Regions from separate parts of the Mus musculus genome. Here region 2 is linked to region 1. The links are chromatin contacts, called in public HiChIP or PLAC-seq maps. All regions are on one chromosome and are shown on one strand. Each heading gives the region's core, a stretch centred on a gene start, on an enhancer-like site or on the middle of the called end of the contact. The rest is flanking DNA. Distances are from core to core; before and after follow the strand shown. Region 1 holds the start of Ptn (pleiotrophin). Region 2 overlaps Dgki (diacylglycerol kinase, iota).

Region 1 (3,129 bases), core at 421-2,920:
TACCTTTTAATATTCTCACAGAACAATTCATTCCCAGATGATCAAAGGGCCCAAATGGGCTGGACCGTTTCATCAGCTCCACGTTTGCCTGGGATCGTGAAATTGCTCCATTATGTTGTTAGTTCAAAAGCTTTTCTTTGGTAGTTCCTGAAGTGCCTCCCAGGCCCTTCCTTCCAACACACACACACCACACACACACACACACACACACACACACACACACACACACACACACACACTTTTTAAACTATGCCTGGTAGTTTCAAGAGGAAAGATGCTGACCCACTAGAACTCTGTTACTTTGTTCTCCCCTGAAGTGTGCATTCCTTCTGTGAGGCACCCACTCTACTTCTGAAGTCTCGCTCTGCTCCTACAGCTCCAAAGTCCTTATTACTAAGGAGACAAGAACTAGTTAGCAATCTGTATGTGAGTTACATGTGTGCTCTTGTATTTATATGCCACATCAGATCCCATAGAAGTGTGTGTGTGTGTGTGTGTGTGTGCGTGTGTGTGTGCATGTGTGTGTGCGCATGCACACACACATATTTTAGAAGAGAGGAAAGGTTATGTTTTATGCACAAAAGAAGTGACTTTTCTTCTCAAAATATATTATGGAAACAACTGGAATATCACCTCAGAAATTCCGGGTGTCTGCCAAACTCGTCTTTACCACAACCCTGGCTTATTTGGATACAACTGAAAACGTAAGTGCTTCTATGCCAGTTGGCATCCCAACCAAGCAAAGGTAGACTCCAAAGTGTGCCTTTGAAACTTTGGACTGAACTGTTTCTAGAAGCGTTTCTGGGCTCGTGGGCAGGCTAGGGAGTGCAGGCTGCTCTGGCGGAGATGTTTCTCCATCAGCAGACACAGGAGGGGCAGGCTGCCAGGCATGTACCACACCTAGAGCGGGCAGCAATTGGCAGTTGGCAAGCTCTAGGGCAACCTGAGAAGTGGAGGTAGGAAATGAGACCTGTCTACTGATACACCCTTTCTTCTCTCTCATGCCTACTGGGCCAGACACACCCACCAAAGCTCCAGGTTTTACAAAGAGCACAAATGTGCCCTCTCCCGCGCTTTGCATGCTCTGGCAGGTAGCAGGAATTCGGTCCCCATGCACTCTCCACAGCCCAAAAGCTGCTTTCCTTCTTCCCATCCAAGCACATGCTAGGTTACTTAGCTCATTCCCCCCAAAATTTCCTTTCGGCTGTTTTGCCTTCTGGAGCAAGTCCGTTTTTAAAAGCAGTCCTATTTAGCGGACTCCAGGCAGCCTCTCTCCTGCTCCAACCCCCTCCACGTACTGCAGGCTACCAGAAAAGTGGCTTTGGGGGGTAGGCACACTGCACCAGAGACCCTTTGGAGAAAACCACAGGGTATCTTGCACTTACTTTGGCTTGCAGAGGTCCTCGCTGACTAGCTGGCTGCCTTTGTTGCAAAGTGCGGGCGAGGTTTCTGCAGACTCCAGGTATCGCTGGCTGATGCTCCTGCCTGGGCGGCTGCGCTCTGCTCTCCCCCCTTCTGGATGGATGACTCAGTGCTTTCTTTCTTCCCCTCTCTCCACTTTGGGTTTTCTTGTGCTCTGGGGCTTCCTTGGCGGGATATTTGGACGGGTAGGCGGGGAACCTGATCCTGCCTTCACTCAACTACACCCTGCCGGGGAGGGAAATAGAGAATGGGAGGGACGAGAGAGGGCAGAGAGAAGAAGCAGGCTGTGCGAGGGAGGAGGGGAGTGCTTTGCCCCCGAAATCTGATTGGGAAGCTTATGAAAAGCAGGCTACTCTGGGGGCAGTCTTTCCCCAAACGGATCTGTGTAGAAAGACCATGGGTTATAAGACCGTTTGTTCTTAGCACCCACCCAGCACCATATTTTTTGTACAAACTCCCAAGAACCATGTTTTTCTCCCCCTCCCATGGGTCCATAGCTCGGCTTATCAAGCTGGATATCTTAATTGGAAAATTGACAGCATTTTAAACTACAGTTTTGGTACAGCTTTAAACACACACACACACACACACACACACACACACACACACACACACACACACACACACACGATATTCTATTCGAGATTGGGGGAGCCATGTGCAAAGGCAGCTGTCCCTTGCTCTCCGCCCCTAAAGGCCTCCCTGCAGGGAGTCCCTGCTAACTTCAGCTGACAGTTGCAGCTCACCTCCAGTCACAAAGCTGCAAAGCAGTTTTTTCTGGGTTGTCACTAGGAGTGACAGATCTCTGAAATTTCCCAATTAAATGTCACTTTCCTTTAGGGAATTTTTCCATTCTTGGCTTCTTCGATGCCTTCGGGTCACATATTTTGTGGCATGCTCTTGGCAAAGAACACAGGGGGGTAATCAGTGTGGCTCAAGCTCTGGGGTTTGTAAGAATTAGAGTGGGCTTCCTGGCTTCCTGAGACCTTCCTCTCCTTTAACCAAGGAGAGCAAAGTGACAGTTTTGAGTCACACATAGAAACTGACCAGAAAAGATGGAGTAAAACCCCAATTTGCCCAAACACGGTCAAATTATAAAACTGGCTCCAATTTCTCACCAAAGATACATCTCTTCAACTCAACTTACAGATCCTATGGATTCCGTAGGGTGTTTTAAGCCCTCACATCTTAAGACCACTCCTTTCCTAAAATTACAGCCATTGGTTATGGCAAGTGGTTTTAAGGACTAGGAGTCTTCTATTGGCTGTTACCTGTACCAATGTCCAAGAGTAATCGAGGGACAAAGGTGACCCTGCAGGAGTAGAGCTTTTAGTCCACTAATCTTCGTTTCTGCCCCTCCCCCCACCCCGCCCTCCAACGAAAAAATGGACAGAAATTCACATTTACACCTGATCTGTATTCTTTACAGTCTCTTCTGCTAAACCACCTTTCCACACACAAATTGCACATGCCTTCCTCAAGACCAACTCCCAGGCTATGCACATCCCTGTTTGAAAGTTCATCTTTGCCATGAAACAGTCCATGTGAGTGTTCATCTGGTGTCACCTGTGTACATCATGAACTACTCATAAGCTTTCTTTACTGTGAGAAAAGTTCACCATTTCCTACAGTTCCACAGTGAGCTAAGAAGATGACAGAAAGACTTTCCTTTTTGCCCCTTAATTTTATCTTCATCTTTAGCATATT
Region 2 (3,129 bases), core at 384-2,883, 48 kb after region 1:
ATATCTATATCTATATCTATATCTATCTATCTATCTATCTATTTATTATACACACACACACACACACACACACACATCCCCACTATGGACGCTCTATGAGCTTTCCTCCAGGGAACCTGAAATAAGAACATTAAACTATCAACAGATAATTCACAGTTTTCTACTTATCCAAAGGCCTCTGTGGTGGTAGAAGTGATAAGCTGCTCTCAGTCTCAGTCATGTTCATACTTGGTCACCAGTTGGTGATGTTATTTGGGGAGGCTTAGATGTTACATATTTGCTGGAGAAAGTGCATCACTGAGGGCAGACTGGAGGTTCACAAAGCCCCCTCCTCCTTCAGTTTGTTCTCTCTGCCTCATGTTTGCAGTTGAGGACATGAGTTCTCAGCACCATGCCCCAGCTGCCATGCCTGCCCAAGTGACGGCATTTCACTTCTATGATGGGCTCTAACCTAGAACTGTAAGCCCAATTACCCGTTCTTCTATAAGTTGCCTTGTCATGGTTTTCATCACAGCATTAGAAAAGTAACTGACAGAGAATCCTTCCAGCTCTGTCCCTTCTAGTTGGCTTTTGTTTTGTTTTGTTTTTTTGTTTGCTTGTTTGTTCTTTTCTTGTCTTTTGTTTTTAATCTCACAGCTATCCTGTACCAGAAGATAAGTGTGAAGTCTTTATTGAAGGACTAGGGTGAAATTCCTCTATGAGGGAGCACTGACTGCCCTTTCTTCATCAAGCCCCACCTATCCTTTCTGCATCTTAAGGTTCACAACTGCTCAAAATACCACTACCAGCTGGGGATCCACGTGCTCATACATGTGAAAAAATGCACGAGCCTGTGAAGAACACTATATATATTCAAGCCGTAATAGATACACACACACACACACACACACACACACACTACAGAAACTTTTAAAGTCCTGCTACTCTGCACTACATCTGTGAACTCTCACTCAGCCACCCCACATCCTGTTCACATGACTTTATCATCTGCAGTGTATATGCATTATATGTTGGCCTTTTATAGCACGCATTCTTTAATTTGCCTCCTACTGATGCATCCAAATCCCCTCTGCTCTTTCTTCCATTGCCCAACAGACTCCCTCCCAGGACCTCATTTCCCATGAGTCTCCTTGATGCTGCCAACAGACCATTCCAAATCCTCCGCTGCCACAGGACAAAGGCTGCACAGATGTGGAGGGAGCAGGCACTGGGAATGCTAACAGCACTGTCATCCTGTCTCAGCAGGATGCAAGTCCTTTCTCTCTGGGACCAGAAGCCAAAAAAAAAAAAAAAAAAAAAAAAAGGAGGGGGAGGGGAGGGTGGTTAAAAAAAACAAAAAACAGAAAAGAAAGACCGAAGTCAGAAAAGGAGAGAAGACAAAATATCCTATTGAAATAAAGAGGAAACCAGTGAGTGGGGTTTCTATCTGGGGAAACAGCAGGGGGCAGCAGGGTGGGCACATGGAGAATAAAAACAAAGGACTAGAATGCTGGGTAGTAAAGGAAGAAAAGCACACAAAAGTCCTGGAGGGATGAATTGGGGGAGGCAGCCAATAAAAATGATGGTTGAAAGGAGCTGAAAGGCAGGAACCACTGAGAGAGTCTCTGCTGGAATCCCTGGATCCACAGCCTCTTGCCCTGTCTCTGGAATTGTTCCCCCTCAGGCTCCTCCTTATTTGCTTTCAGGCCTTGAAATGCCTGGATTCCAGCTTTTGCTTTTTCAATAGTAGAAAGCAGTGTTTTGCATGTCAGAGAGAAGTCCAAAGGAAGATGCCTCCTATGGCTTTCTCAGAACACACCACACAGCCAGCCCACTCAGAGCTCAAGCTGAGGCCATCTTAAAGGAGCCTCTGAAGGACAGGGATTGCTGGTGCTTGAGATAACTCATCTCCCAGGGGTCTGGATCAGAAGGTGTCCTCCTAACTGCAGACCACACTCCTCTCCCTAAGCATCCAATGAAGGGACAAAGGAGAGTGGAGCCCGAAGCAGGAAGCATGCTGTGAGCTGAGGGCTAGCTCAAAGAAACACACAGAAGATGACGTAGGTACCTTGAAAGAGCCCAGCAGTTCCTCAGATCCATGGTCAGTAAAGGCTGGGTACAGTCAGAATGTGACAGGACAAGACAGTGAAGCCGTGCCTCCATCTTGGATTTTTGCTTAGCCTATTTCAGATTTAACTAGAATTTGATCTCCTTGATGGAGAATCCGTTGGAAAATTACCCAGCCAACTGCATTCTAGGACCTGAGACCACAACGCCCCACCTAACTTATCTTAGCCTCTGTTAAATTGCTTGCTTGTACAAACCTCCTGCTGCAGCTACTGAACAACATATTATGATATAGTTTTTGCCTTTAAAAGCCACTTGGTCTAAATGCTTGAGGTTACACTTAGATCCCAAATACCCTGGCTGGTTGGAATAAAGACTTCTCAATTGGCTCTTAACCGTGTCAAGTAATCATCTATGGTGGGCTCCTGGTAAAAGGGTCTTTGAAAAAAAAACTGTGGGATTTCTATTATCTGAAGCCATTGGAGCATCAAGCTGATACATGCATGGGCACAGGCATGTCAAGAGATTTTCTTTAGCATAAACATTTCTGTCATTTTCTTTTTTTTTTTTTTTTTTTTTTATTAGGGATTTAGCTCATTTACATTTCCAATGCTATACCAAAAGTCCCCCTTACCCACCCACCCCCACTCCCCTACCCACCCACTCCCCCCCTTTGGCCCTGGCGTTCCCCTGTACCGGGGCACACAAAGTCTGCGTGTCCAATGGGCCTCTCTTTCCAGTGATGGCCGACTAGGCCATCTTTTGATACATAGGCAGCTAGAGTCAAGAGCTCAGGGGTACTGGTTAGTTCATAATGTTGTTCCACCTATAGGGTTGAAGATCCCTTTAGCTCCTTGGGTACTTTCTCTAGCTCCTCCATTGGGAGCCCTGTGATCCATCCATTAGCTGACTGTGAGCATCCACTTCTGTGTTGTCATTTTCTAATACTACCACCAACACTAAGTCATTAGAAGTTTTGTCAGTATGCAGAGAGCTCATTAAGAACTGTGGACCAAGTATGCCCAGGGTAATGCCTTCCATTTATCTCCTTCTTATTTGAAGAACCCTATGCTTTAAAGGGCT

Evidence for each region. HiChIP or PLAC-seq counts read pairs in DNA pulled down with a chosen protein or histone mark.
Region 2: an H3K27ac HiChIP or PLAC-seq map of stem cell-derived neural progenitor cells shows a contact between it and region 1. The contact joins the enhancer-like site here to the promoter of Ptn in region 1. A contact is called at or near these places in 2 of 39 promoter capture datasets (the 3T3-L1 cell line and neural stem cells), 10 of 484 Hi-C or Micro-C datasets (the 3T3-L1 cell line, the C3H10T1/2 cell line, the N1E-115 cell line and 6 more), 8 of 115 datasets of contacts at active chromatin or transcription factors (craniofacial prominence, embryonic stem cells, neural progenitor cells and 4 more) and 2 of 9 other capture datasets (adipose tissue and liver).

Annotation. Positions count from the first base shown.
Region 1 is chr6:36,808,509-36,811,637 of GRCm38.p6, forward strand. It overlaps Ptn (pleiotrophin), which reads right to left and starts at 1,671. Exons shown (of 5, transcript NM_008973.3): 1 at 1,386-1,671.
Region 2 is chr6:36,856,843-36,859,971 of GRCm38.p6, forward strand. All of the region lies in intron 31 of Dgki (diacylglycerol kinase, iota), which reads right to left. Among named protein-coding and RNA genes, the nearest start is that of Gm52857, 45 kb to the right of the region's middle. Within about 2 kb of position 1,634, at least 62 of the 459 cell types and tissues checked have an H3K27ac peak or open chromatin away from gene starts, as enhancers often do. A contact at or near this core is called in cerebral cortex, embryonic stem cells, forebrain and 5 more, where this site is marked.